Regions from separate parts of the Mus musculus genome. Here region 1 is linked to region 2. Evidence: chromatin contacts called from public promoter capture Hi-C data. All regions are on one chromosome and are shown on one strand. The core of a region is the stretch at or near the end of the contact, and the rest is flanking DNA. Distances in the headings are between cores, read along the strand shown. Region 1 holds the start of Baat (bile acid-Coenzyme A: amino acid N-acyltransferase). Region 2 holds the start of Acnat1 (acyl-coenzyme A amino acid N-acyltransferase 1).

Evidence for each region. Capture Hi-C pulls out chosen DNA fragments and counts their contacts.
Region 1: a promoter capture Hi-C map of adipose tissue shows a contact between it and region 2. The contact joins the promoter of Baat here to the promoter of Acnat1 in region 2. A contact is called at or near these places in 3 of 39 promoter capture datasets (hematopoietic stem and progenitor cells and liver), 1 of 484 Hi-C or Micro-C datasets (embryonic stem cells), 2 of 115 datasets of contacts at active chromatin or transcription factors (both in embryonic stem cells) and 3 of 9 other capture datasets (adipose tissue, liver and pancreatic islet).

The regions. Positions count from the first base shown.
Region 1 is chr4:49,501,514-49,508,475 of GRCm38.p6, reverse strand. It overlaps Baat (bile acid-Coenzyme A: amino acid N-acyltransferase), which reads left to right and starts at 1,918. Exons shown (of 4, transcript NM_007519.3): 1 at 1,918-2,147; 2 at 5,305-5,821. The coding sequence starts at 5,356. It overlaps Gm32894 (a long non-coding RNA gene), which reads right to left. Exons shown (of 3, transcript XR_881264.1): 3 at 4,003-4,436.
Region 2 is chr4:49,446,419-49,453,168 of GRCm38.p6, reverse strand. It overlaps Acnat1 (acyl-coenzyme A amino acid N-acyltransferase 1), which reads left to right and starts at 2,060. Exons shown (of 3, transcript NM_001164565.1): 1 at 2,060-2,525; 2 at 3,871-4,073; 3 at 5,259-6,750. The coding sequence starts at 2,060. The coding sequence ends at 5,840.

The sequences.
Region 1 (6,962 bases), core at 669-3,168, 55 kb before region 2:
TTCTTATCCTCTGCACATCTCTCTAGTAGCTGATAATTCACATTTATTCATATCTGTCTGCCCCACCTCTATATGTATGTGTATGTGTGGGGGGTGGTGTAAGAACCACCCCAGCCAACCATTCATTGTATATCTTTCTATATTTATTTATTATTTATGTGAGTCTCATCTGGTCATTAGTATATGCTAGAATCCTGAAGAAGTATGTCCTAATACCAGTGAAGGAATGGATGTGCTAACAAGGCAAGGGCAAATAGGCAAAGAGCAAAGGCTTCCTTTTTCGATGTCCTTATGTAAACTTCCAGCAGCAGGTATAGCCTAGATTAAAGGTGTGTATTCGTTCCTCAAGAGCCAGGTCAAATGTGTGTGTCTTCCTGCCTCAAAGGTCTGGACTAGAACTTCAAAAGAAGGAGGAGGAGGAGGAGGAGGAGGAGGAGGAGGAGGAGGAGGAGGAGGAGAAGAAGAAGAAGAGGAGGAGGAGGAAGGGAAGGAGGAGGGGAAGGAGGAGAAGGAGGAGGAAGAGGAGGAGGAGAAGGCGGAGGAGGGGAAGGAGGAGGGAGAGGAGGAGGAGGAGGAGAAAATCTCTCTCAGGTGAGCCCTCCATTTCTCTATTGTAGCTTATTCCAAATATAATCAAGTTAACAAGAATAGCCACCACAAGTATACCTCTTGTCAACTTGGCACACAATCATATTTTCTTAGGTCATGATTAATTTCAAAATGATAACTGTAACCAGATCACAATTAGACCTAAACATAATGTAACTACCCCACACACATTCACAACACATATATTTAACCAGGTCATACTTACCTCTAACATGATATAACTGTCCTTCATACATTCCAGATGTAGTCAAGTTGACAACAAGGAAAAGCCATCATACCTCTCTTCAACAATTCCTCTATTTTTTTCTCATTTTGTTTTTATTTTATGTATGTGGGTGTTTTGCTTGCATGTACATTCATGAACCACCTATGTGCCTCATGCTTCAAAAGTCAGAAAAGAGCATCAGATTATCTGGACCTGGAGTTACGGACAGTTATGAGTCACCGTGTGAGTGCTAGGAATATTCTTCCCCATGGAAGTACTGCCAGTGTTCCTGACCACAGAGCTGTCTCTTCAGCCCCATAATGCAATCAAATATAATTATGTTGAAATTTCCCATCAGGGTATCTGTTTTCCACTCATCGGATTTATTTGCTCCCTTTTTTTCCTACTCCTGCTGTGGCAGACTTTATTCCCAAAAGATTGCAGATGGCAGTACAAATATAAACAGAATAGTGCATGCGTATACATAGCATACCCTCTTCCCTTTCCCTTATTGCTGCTATTTAACTCACTATCAAAAAATCTCTGCTTCCTTCTCCTCATTTGAATTCTAACAGGGCCATATGCCTTCTTCACAAATATAAAATGGCTAAGACTATAGATTTCAGCTGTCTTAACTTTTGCCCTTCCAGCTGTGACGTGAAAAACCCAATCTGGATCATCTAGAAAGACCACAAGGAGGCTCCCATATCCTTGGTGTCCCCAGCTCTGTTCCAGTATTGAGAACAAACATGTGCAGGAGTGAATCCCAGATGATTCTATTCCCTTGCCTTGGAGATTTCCATGTGAAATAACACACACTGTGTCACAGAGACAGCCTCTTTTTTGTTGTTGTTTTACTCTTGTTTTTCTGAGACAGTCTCCCTATGTAGCCCAGGCTGGCTTTAACTTCCCTCCTGCCTCAGTCTCCCTAGTTCTGGGTACACAGGAGCTCTCTGCCACATTCCAGCAAAGGACGTGGTTTCAGAGGACTGTTGCTGTCAAAGACCAGAGTTTGTTAGGGCCTTTCCACACTAGAAGCCCGATGCTTTCATTTTTAGATCTTTATCTCAGGCATTTATTCAAAGTCCAAGTTCCAAGGTCTTAGTCTCTTCTCTGGGTTCAGCCTACTTATATCTGGTTGAGGAGGGAAATACTAAGATATTTTCCTCAGCTCTGACCGAATAGTCTGCATTTTTAAAAACTCTTCCATTATCTACAGTGTTGTCAGAGCCTTGGTTTGAGAGTCTCTGAGAAGTCCTGGGCATCTGTGCTGACCGACAGGGCCTCCTTCTCTAGAGCACACCACGTTCCTGAGGGTTGCTGTAAAACTACTGTAAGTGATTACTACCTCTGCCTTTCCTATGCAGCTTATCCTTTAATGAATTGCTCTGACGCCTGGTAGCTCTCTTATCTATTATCTCTTAGCTCAGCGAACTCTTGATAAGTACATGAAGTTATCATTATCTACCCGCAGAAAATCTTACATCACTTGAAAAACAGTGATATAAGAATCCTATGTTTACCAGATTTTCCTCTATTTGTCATATTTCATAGATAAACCTCATAAAACTTTTATTTTGAACAGGCTATATAGAGTTTTAACTTTTCCTAAGTTCACATATGTATCTATGTAAGTGATTAAATTTTGAAAAGGGCCTTTATATTTACCCAGATAATAAATGTGTTATTGCTCTTCATTTCTTGAAGTAGTATTTACTGAAAATGTATTTTCCCCATTTCCATTCCCCCATGGGACTTTCTTTCTTTCTTTCTTTCTTTCTTTCTTTCTTTCTTTCTTTCTTTCTTTCTTTCTTTCTTTCTCTCTCTCTCTCTCTCTCTCTCTCTCTCTCTCTCTCTCTCTCTCTCTCTTTCTTTCTTTCTTTCTTTGGTTTTTCGAGACCAGGCTGCCTCTGCCTCCCAAGTGCTGGGATTAAAGGCGTGCGCCACCGCGCCTGGCTGGGATTTACTTTCTATAGCCTTCAGGTTTGATGTGTATATTTCATAGGTAAGGAATTGTGAGCATTTTGTTTTATTTACTTGTTTTTCTCTTTCTTTTGAGCACTGTGATTGAGGGGTTATTGTCTCCTGCTTTGTTTAATGTCTTTTTGGTAGGGCCAACTGTCATTTTATGTTTGTTCTTTTCCTCTGCAATGTTTACTTTTCTCTGGCTACATTAAAATTTGCTCTCTGTGTTAAGAGTTTGATTATAATAAGAGCTGGGATTTCTGCTGGGTTTGTCCCCATATTTGTTATACTTCTTGTGACTGTAGCATGGTGGTTTTCAGTGAATTGAGGGGAAATTCAGCCCTAGTATTTTTTTTAAGATTTATTTATTATTATAAATAAGTACACTGTAGCTGTCTTCAGTCATACCAGAAGTGGGCATCAGATCACATTACAGATGGTTGTGAGCCACCATGTGGTTGCTGGGATTCAAACTCAGGACCTTTAGAAGAGCAGTCAGTGCTCTTAACTGCTGAGCCACCTCTCCAGCCCCTCAGGCCCTAGTTTTTAATAAGTATTTCCCCTTTGCTTATCTCTCATATGTCTTTCTAAGGGGCCAATTATTAGAGAATATATTCAGTATATTAAGCCATAAATATTTTCCTGTGTTTCCTGTGTCTCAAGTTCTCTAATCTTTTATCTTGATTTTTCCTCTTCATAGTTTAGCTTGAGCTGTTCTTATGTCTGCTTGGTGCCTTTTATTTGCTGTCTGGTAATTCCAACGTCTGGGCTATTTCTCTTTCTATAATAATGATTCTTTTTTTCTTGGATTCTATAATTTTAAATAACTTTTATGCAACTCAATGAAAAATAAATCCTGCGTGTGTTGTATATAAACAATATCTGAAAGGGGTAGGGCAATGATATTGCTTAGTGGGTAGAAGCACTTGCTGCCTACCTAGCCTAACAAGCTGAGTTCCATGTCTGGGGGCCACAGGATTGAAGGAGAGAGTCAACTCCCATCAACTATCACAGAAACTTTCTCTCTCTCTCTCTCTCTCTCTCTCTCTCTCTCTCTCTCTCTCTCTCTCTCTCTCTCACACACACACACACACACACACACATGTACACGTATACACAAATGCACACAGACCCACATATACACACATCCATACACTCACACACACATATCCATACACATACATACCCCCCCTCACACACACACAATTAATAAACAATTAAAAGAGCTTTGAACATGCTTTGTTGAGACTTGGGGCTAATCAGTGTGACCTGAGCCAAGTGTGAGTTGGGTCTGGGACTGTGACAGACTTATTAAGGTCAGTGCATCACTAACATCACTAATTTTATTAGTGGGGAGAGTAAGTCACCTTTCTCATCAAGAGATGGGCTTCACAGCACTGGTGAGCCCCTTGTAGGTTCTTTGGCTTTAACATCCATTTACTAGCCTTTTAAACTGAGGATTTCTGACGAGAGTTCTGGATCAGGGGTCACTAGGAAATTTGCTTGGCTCAGTGATAATACTCCTGGTTCGCTCAGCATAGGAACTTCTTTCTGCTCTTCCATCTTCATCCTCTGGAGGATGCTCTAAGTGAAGGCTCGAAAGCCTCGGTGGCTTCATCTCAGATTGTGATCTGTGTCTTGGTCTTCTGGTGATGTCCTGTAGACATGAACAGGTGGAGACAAGTTCTTAGTTTCTCAGAGTTCCATCAACCCAGACAGCACCTATCTAAAGTACACCTCTTTTTCTGTTTTGTTTCTCATCTCTCTATGTGACTTCCTTTCTGCTCCTTTATCATAAGTGAATATCAGAGAAGAAGGGACATTGTCCTGCTTCCTAGAAGTAGGTCTTTTTCACCCCCTGGAACTTGATCCATTTAGATCTCTGGCATACTCAGCAAAGTAAGTTAAGATGAAACTAACACAACAGATAAATAGATACAAATCTGATGCTGCAGTTTTGGTTGTTAGGAGCAATGGTCACTCTTGTGTCAACATTTAAATGAAGACGATCAATAAATATTTCAGTAAGACTTCTGTTATGTTTTGAAGGTCTTAGCTGCTTCTAATTGTGTTTTATAACTGTATAAGTTCTAAGCCAAAGCAATGGTTATATTTCTTTTTTGTAAGGTGAAACATACAGGTGCCTGTGCAAGACAGTAGTTAGCGGTGCCACTCATTTTGAAAAGGGAAATATTCAATCAATCATCCTGTTTTCAGCTTCACATCTCAATCCTGCTTTTGCCACAGTTGTGTGTGACGCCAGATTGAGATCTCCTTACTGTCCTGACATCATCCATGCCGAGTTGGAGTGCTGTTTAAATATCTCACTTTTGTTAGTGTGCCCTCTGGCTTCTAGAAATCTGTTGAAATCTCTGAGGGGTCTTGCATTACCAAATGATCACAGAATACTTGCAACAAATCAATGGAGAGTTAAGACTGAATCCTGAGAGGTCTGACTCTAGTCCTTCCATCATTCATTAACCATATTACAACCTGATTTCATTTCTGTTTCTTTCTGTTTTGAGGTTTTGGTGAAAATATTCCTGAAGAATTGTCCAAGATTCCCTCTGCAAAAAATGGCCAAGCTGACAGCTGTTCCTCTCAGTGCTCTTGTTGATGAGCCTGTGCACATCCAGGTCACAGGCCTGGCCCCCTTTCAGGTGGTGTGCCTTCAGGCATCACTGAAAGATGAGAAGGGAAACCTGTTTAGTTCTCAGGCCTTCTACAGGGCCAGTGAAGTGGGTGAGGTAGATCTGGAGCATGACCCCTCACTTGGAGGAGACTATATGGGGGTCCACCCCATGGGCCTTTTCTGGTCCTTGAAACCTGAAAAGCTATTGGGTAGATTGATAAAAAGAGATGTGATGAATAGCCCCTACCAAATCCACATAAAAGCTTGCCATCCATACTTTCCATTACAAGACATAGTCGTCAGTCCTCCCTTGGATAGCCTGACTCTGGAAAGGTGGTATGTGGCACCTGGGGTCAAGAGGATCCAGGTAAAGGAAAGCCGCATCCGGGGAGCCCTGTTTCTGCCTCCAGGTGAGTAGAATCCCTCTGATTAGTGCCACCTCTGTTTCCTCTGTATGGGATGCCTTGTACCTCTAGAAATTCAGCTTGGACATGAGTAATACAGAGTTCTCACCATCCTGCTGAGAAGCTGGGTTAATTTTGTCTCAGAATAAGAAGTAGGTGATATTCTACTCTAATTCAAGTTTCACCCCCACATTCTGAACCTTGTCTGAGGCTAGGACTGGTTAGAGCTTGTGGGGTCCCTATATTGTGAGGTTTCTGAAAATCTGGATGTCAGTTAAGTGGCTGGCTAAATGAAGACTCCAATAAAGCTATTGTCAGAAGATGTATCATGTTGACATTCATTTTAAGCTTGTTTAGATCATTTAAATATGTTTATACTCAAAATATAGAACACTCTATTGTGCTTCAGGTCCAGGAGTTAGCACTGTTTTTTGTTTTGTTTTGGTTTATTTTTGTTTTTGATTTTTTTTTTTGTTTTTTTGTTTTTTGTTTTTTTGCTCTTGTTTTCTGTTGTTGTTGCTTAGTATGACATCCCTGTTAAAAACATATACATTAGTGCAGGCCTTCTGACTCTGGCTGATATGCTAGCACCAGGTGTGTTATTTGCTATCTCCTGGGACATTGGATATGTAGAATCTCTGGCATCAAATGATCTTCTTGGGCCCATAGGAGGGATGAGTTATATTTGGTCACAAAAGTTAAATTAGACATCAAACATTTCAGGTCCTTTACTGTTCCCTTCTTTTCCACCCATCAGAAGATGCAAACTCATCTTTATTACTGTACTTAATAGTAGTTTCCAATGTGAGATACATTGTTGTGGGTCTCCCTTTCCTTTGGGACCCCCTGCTTAGCAACTTTACTTAGGGTGATTGAAGGCTTATAAAGTTTTCTGGAACTTAGGGCAGGGAAAACCAAGATGGGCAAAAGTCATTGGTTGGGGGCTTAGTGCACATGAAATGCCTCATTAGCATGGGGAAGTGATTCAGGAATCTCAGGCTCTGGCTGGACAGGTTTTGTCAGGAGAAAGGGAATTGATCATATAAACTAATTAGGGTTACCTGACTTCTCCGGATAAGGTCAGAGAAGGAGAAAACCTGCTAATAAGGGAGTCTCCCATTTTGCTCCAAGCTCAGAGGGTATACAA
Region 2 (6,750 bases), core at 811-3,310:
TGTCCAAGGTCCTGGTCAATTTTGGAAAAGGGCATTTTTGCACTCCTTCAATTAAAACTACAAGAAACAGAGACCCTAGGAACACTCCTCATTTTCCCTTATTCCTGCCTTGTCTCCCCAAGATGTTTTGATCATTTCTTTATAAGAAAGTGTAACTTTCCAGGCTCCAAGATGACTCAGCAGATAAGAGTGCTTGCCTTCAAGACTGATAATCTGTGTGGTCCCATGGTGGAAGGAGAAAACTGACTCAAGCAATATGTCCTCTGACTACACATGCAAACAGACAAACAGACAGACTGACAGACTGAAACATACAAACACAGAGCCACACACACACACAGAGCCACACACACACACACACACACACACCACACACGCACACACACATACCCTTTAACTCTAATGAAAATAATCTAAAGAATGTTTCCTCCAAAGCAAACACGTAATAAAAAAAACAAATAAAAAGCAAACAAATAATAATATGGCAGTCTGCTTTCATAGACAGAAAATGTGTGTGTGTGTGTTTTTATGAACAGCAAATACCAATGCCTAACTTCTTCACTATGTGTTTTACCATCTACAGTATAACATAGGAAACATTTATTTTAGTCTGTCTAACTTACTGAGTTTTATTCCTCCAGGGGTGTACCATGTATGACACCCTATCTTTAAAATGCATTCTGAGACACCTCTAAGTCTATAATAAAAAGAGTCCTGGAATCTATAATCTGTTCTCCTGGCCAGTCAGAGTTTGCCAATTGTCTCTGTTTACCCTGCACCAATTATATTGTTTGAGTTAGCTCAGGGGTAGATACCGTGAGAAGATTCTTGGAATAGTGGAGTCATGCAGCTATGTACTTCTCTGTGCTCAATGATCTCCAGGGCAAAAGGAAGTTGATTGTAGGGTTTTCCTAAAAAGACATAGATATAATTTTTTTTTTAAAGAAAAAAGACATAAAATGAATCATAATGAAGAAAGTCCCCAAGAATGAAACACTCAGAGACCAAAACCCCAAAGTTGTAGCAATCTGTTGGGCCTTGATGGAGCTGTCAATCAGCAGTGTTGGCTTCAAGACCCTCAGTGTTTCCAGTGGATAAGGCTATGCCAGGGTAGGGAGAGGAGAGAGTGGGGAAGGAGAGGGAGAGATGGGGGAGGAGAGTGAGAGATGGAGGAGGAGAGGAGAGAGATGGGGGAGGAGAGGAGAGAGCAGGAACATTGGTCATGTTACAGTGATCAAATGAGCTAAATGACATGCTAAACTCTGGTCAGTAATGGAGAGCAAAATTGGGAATTCTAACTAGATTTGACCCCACAGATTCATGTCCCAGCTACTATAAAACTGTAGTTTTGTGGTTTTGAATAAATTGAGCATTAATGCTATGGACATTATACCCCAACATGAATTTCTGTGAAGTTTTAAGAGAGGTATCACATGGATCCAAAAGATTACACCTCTCCTGCCCAATTTGGTCTGGAGTGATTAGATAATAATAGGTAATCTATTATGGTGGTGATGTAACTAGGGGCACAGGGTGCCTTTTTTTCAAGTTCACAGTTTCATTGGTAAAGGGATTTTAAAGGGACACAGAATGGAACATGAGGAGAATTTATTGCAGTCAGAACAAGAGTTTCCTTGATACGAGAGTGAATATGGAGAAATGGAAAGTTAGATTTGCAAAATTCTGTCCTGTTCCTGTTTTCTAATTGTGACTGGACTTGCAACTCTAGACATGTAAAGAAAGATCAAACAGAACCTACACCACTTAGATAATCATTAGTCTGTGAAACTTGTTTAAATAAAGAAGGGCCTGGTGGATTGTGAGTCAGGGCCACAGAAGCCACTCCCTCCCTCCCCTTGCTGACTCCTTATCTTCAAGATCCTGGTTGGGGGAAGGGGGGCACACACACACCTTCCACCACCAACATCTCTCTACTTCTCAGAGCTACACATTTCATACTAAAGTCCTTGAAAGCCTTGAGGACAGCCTTGCCTTGGACTTTTCAGTCTCCAGCTTATTTTCCTTTCATCACAGGGAGGAAGCGCCCCTTAACACCTTGATGATGATCAAGTTGATAGCCACACCTTCAAATGCCCTTGTGGATGAGCCTGTGTCCATTCGAGCAACAGGCCTGCCTCCATCGCAGATAGTGACCATCAAGGCAACAGTGAAAGATGAAAATGACAATGTGTTCCAATCCCAAGCCTTCTACAAGACTAACGAGGCTGGTGAGGTGGACCTGGAGAAGACACCGGCCTTGGGGGGTGACTATGTAGGGGTCCACCCAATGGGCCTCTTTTTCTCTCTGAAACCCAAGAAGGCTTTCCATAGGCTGATGAAGAAAGATGTGATGAACAGCCCCTTTTGCATCTGTTTGGACCTGTACGACTCTGTTAACTGGCTAGAAACAGTCAGGATTCCATCCAAGGCCAGCCAGAGAGTGCAGCGCTGGTTTGTTGGCCCTGGGGTTAAGCGGGAACAGATTCAAGAAGGTCGGGTTCGGGGAGCCCTTTTTCTCCCTCCAGGTGAGACAATCTTTGTTGAGTATAGATTATTAAAGGTTTTTTTTTTTTTTCCTACTTGTGAGCTCTTTTTTGCTATAGGAATTTTCACATGATATTGGGAATATAGGTGTATGGAAATAGGTGTAGAAATCCGTTACTGATAATGTATGGAAAATACTTTCAAAATTGTTCTTTGGTATACATACAATTGTACCATTTATTAGAGAAAAAGCAAATTTGCAAACTGATGGATGAATGGGCTTGCCTGTTTTTCCAAAAGGAATTAAGCTTTGGTGGAATATTGGAGATTTCAGGATATGGATAGATATCTCTACTATTTTCAGGATTCACTGAGATTTTGGTCATATAATTGTCAATGCTAAGAAATCTGCTCCACATAAATAGGTAGTGCCAAATTGCAGCAGTATGTTTAGGGCCATTTAACAACCTGTTGAAAAATTCTATGCTTCTCCTAAGTCAGAGTTCACTGGATGAAATATTATGAAACTCAATTCAGTAAGGCAAAGGGCAGTTTTAAAAGTCAGACACTAGGGTGTGGTGGCACAAGCCTTTAATCCCAGCACTCAGGAGGCAGAGGCAGGCAGATTTCTGAGTTCAAAGCCAGCCTGGTCTACAAAGTGAGTTCCAGGACAGCAAGGGCTACACAGAGAAACCCTGTCTCAAAAAACCAAAAAAAAAAAAAAAAAAAAGAAAAAAAAAAAAGAAAAAAATCAGACACTAACACAATACAACATGAAGGTTTCCTAATTTGATACATGCTGAAGAATGATGGCTGGAACACACCAGAAGCCCTCATGCTTTCTGTAATTAAAGCACCATGGGTTTATAAGAACAAAGAACTGCCTGTTGTGCTGTAGAAGCACTGCCGTCCATTGCATACAACAAATAAATCTGAATCTGAGCCCAGGTGTTGGAGGTAACAGAGACTGATGACTGTGCTATTCTGGCCCCGGTGGAGATAAGTGGACCTGCTGTGCATTCAGAACCAGGGTAAAGTGAAGCCTTGTGGGCAGCAGCAGACCTTGGGACCACTGCTCATTTCATTTTGAATTAAATTTTGGTCATTGCACATTCACATGATTTCTTATGGTCAGCTTTTTCCCATATTCACTTACATGAGCCTGAATGGATTTGTGACTCACAATTTAAGAAGCTATGACATAAGGTAGCAATTTCTATGAACTGTAATGTGGACATTTGTGTATGCACACATGCATGTGTGAGAGTGTGTGAACATGAACCACTGTATGCCTATATATACTTCCTTGTGCTAACTTTCCTTTGACTGTCATACTTAGCTCTTTTTTTTTATTCCGTTTTCCTCTTTCTTTTTTTTTTCTGCCAGGGAAAGGTCCTTTCCCAGGAATTATTGATTTGTTTGGTGTCATTGGGGGTCTAGTTGAATTTCGTGCCAGTCTTTTGGCTTCCCATGGCTTTGCAGTGCTGGCGTTGGCGTATTTTGCCTATAAAGACCTGCCTGAGAAACTGCAAGAGGTGGACTTGGAGTATTTTGAAGAAGCTGCCAACTTCCTACTATCTCACCCCAAGGTATTGAAAATAAATTTCATTTTATCTTGTGAAATCATAGGAAAGAAAAAGCGCAGGTGTCTCATCCGTTCTGTGCAGTCTTGGGCTGAGCACAGTTTATGCTTTAAAAGTGATAGGATTGTTGAGTTGCTCACTGGTTACTGGTTACTAGCATACAAAAGGCAAAAAAAAAAAAAAAAATACACAGTGCACACATTGTGACTCTCTTCACTGGGAAAAGCCAAGACATGTTCCATTTGAAGCTCTTAAAACATATTCATGTGTCTCTTTAATGTTCTATCAGCTACTGATCCTAAATCCTGAACTTGATATGTTTTCATACATCAGTGATGATCTCTACATGATTCTTTCTCCCAAAGTTTTGATATTTGTGCTAATAACCAAATTTGTGCTCATGTCTCTCTAGTGCATGGAATTACAGCTGTGAAACACCACTCTTGCCTCTCTTTTAAACATAGATCCAAGGAGCTGAACTCTTGTCCTCATGTTTGCCAGCAAGCCTCCTACCCCTGAGCTATCTCCTCACCCCCAAATACTTTTCTCTAGTGAAGTCAAGAGTGTGATTCTCTAGAAGCCTAACTTCCTCTGCTCTTGGCTTGTTCATTCAATATTGCTAGGTTCTAATTACATTTTTTACAACTTCACTTGAAAATGATTATTTATTTTCAGACAGGGTTTTCCTATATAGCATAGGTTGGACTGGAACACAAAATCTCTGGTCTCAGTTTCCCTAGTATTGGGATTATAGCTCCCTCTTCTGCACTCTTCTCAACATTATCTTCCAAGCTCCTGCATAACATTTGACAGAGCCCTTAACACCAAATGGATCTTCTAACCCAAAGTTCCAAAGTCCTTCCACAGTACTCCCTAAAACCTGGCCACCTTGTCACAGAAATACCCCACTATGCTGGTACCAATTTGCCTTAGTCAGAGTTTCTTTATGACTCTACTTTTCGTGAGGTTATAAGGTTATATTTTGATTGTTTAAAGATGGATGATAAGTATGTTCCCTGAAGATGGTAAAGCTCAGATAAGGTATTATTACATCAGTAGTAGATTCTTGATTTTGAAAGCTGGAAGACCTGAGTGTCAGAGTTTGACTGTTTTGAATGCCTGGCCTTCTGTCAGAAGAGCTTCCTCCCAGAGGCTGTATGTAAACTGTTTTTCCTTTGCTTTATATTTAAGATCCAACAGCCAGGAATTGGTGTGATCTCCACGAGCAAAGGAGCAGAGATTGGGCTAGCTATGGCCTGTTACCTGAAGCAGGTGATTGCCACGGTCTGCATAAATGGGGCCACCACCACCACAGCCGTCCCACTAAGATACCAGGATCTGGTTGTGACACCCATCCAACAGGCTCTGGAACGGATGGAGGTCCATGTTTCAGGGGCTGTATGCTTCCGTCACACTACACAATATCTCCAGAATAAGAATATACTTCCCGTGGAAAAGGCCCAGGGGAAGATCCTCTTCATTGTGGGAGAGAATGATGAATTGTTGGATAGCAAGTTACATGCACAGAGGGCCATGGACCGGCTCCGGAGGCATGGAAGAAGCAGTGGAAGGATGCTGGCATACCCTGGGGCAGGCCACCTCATAGAGCCACCTTATTCTCCCCTTTGCTTTGCATCCTGGCAACCTGTCCTGGGTCGACCCATGTGTTTTGGAGGAGATCTCATGGCTCACGCAGCAGCCCAGGAACACTCCTGGAGAGAGATCCAAAAGTTCTTCAGGAAACACCTCCTTCAATCCGGAAGCAAACTCTAAATAGAGTGTCCATGCCAGAGTAAAGTGCTGTAGCGAAAATGCTGGAATTGTTGTAGGGATAAAAACATCAGATGGGAATTGCTGGGAAAGGGTAGGGATGGGGGTCAGAATTCTCCTGGCTTTCTTTTTTTTTTTTTTTTTTTTTTTTTTTTCTCCTGGCTTTCTTACACTCACATTCACACCAATTCCATTGGAAGGAAATGAGATAAACGAAAAGACCAAGATACACGTGCATCTGATATGTTCCTGATAAATCTGTATGTAGTTTGCAATTTTCTTTTCTGTTTTTTAACGGTCACAAGAAGTTTTTGGTTTTGTTTTTGATTTTTAATCTTTTTTTTTATAGCTCAGATTTCATTCCCCTCCTGGACCACCTTCTGACTGTTCCATATCCCATACCTTTCCCTAACCTCCCATCTCCATTAGGATGTCCCCAGTCACAAGCCCCTGACCCATCAGACCTCCCCACTCCCTGGGGCCTCAAGTCTCTTGAGGGTCAGTTAGGTGCATCTTCTCTGACTGAGTCCAGACCCACCAGTCCTCTACTATATATGTAGTGGGGGCCTCATATCAGCTGATGCAGGCTGCTGGTTGGTGGTCCAGTGTTTGAGATATCTCAGGAGTTCAGGTTAGTTGAAACTGCTGGTCCTCCTACAGAGTTGCCCTCCTCACCTTCTTCCAGCTTTTCTCTAATTCAACCACAGGAGTCAGCAGCTTCTGTCCATTGGTTGGGTGCAAATATCTGCATCTGACTCTTTCAGCTTCTTGTTGAGTCTTTCAGAGGGCAGTCATGATAGGACCCTGTTTGTAAGCACACCACAGCATCAGTAATAGTGTCAGGCCTTGGGGCCTCCCCCTAGGCTGGAATCTATTTTGGACCTGTAGCTGGACTTCATTTTCCTCAGGCTCA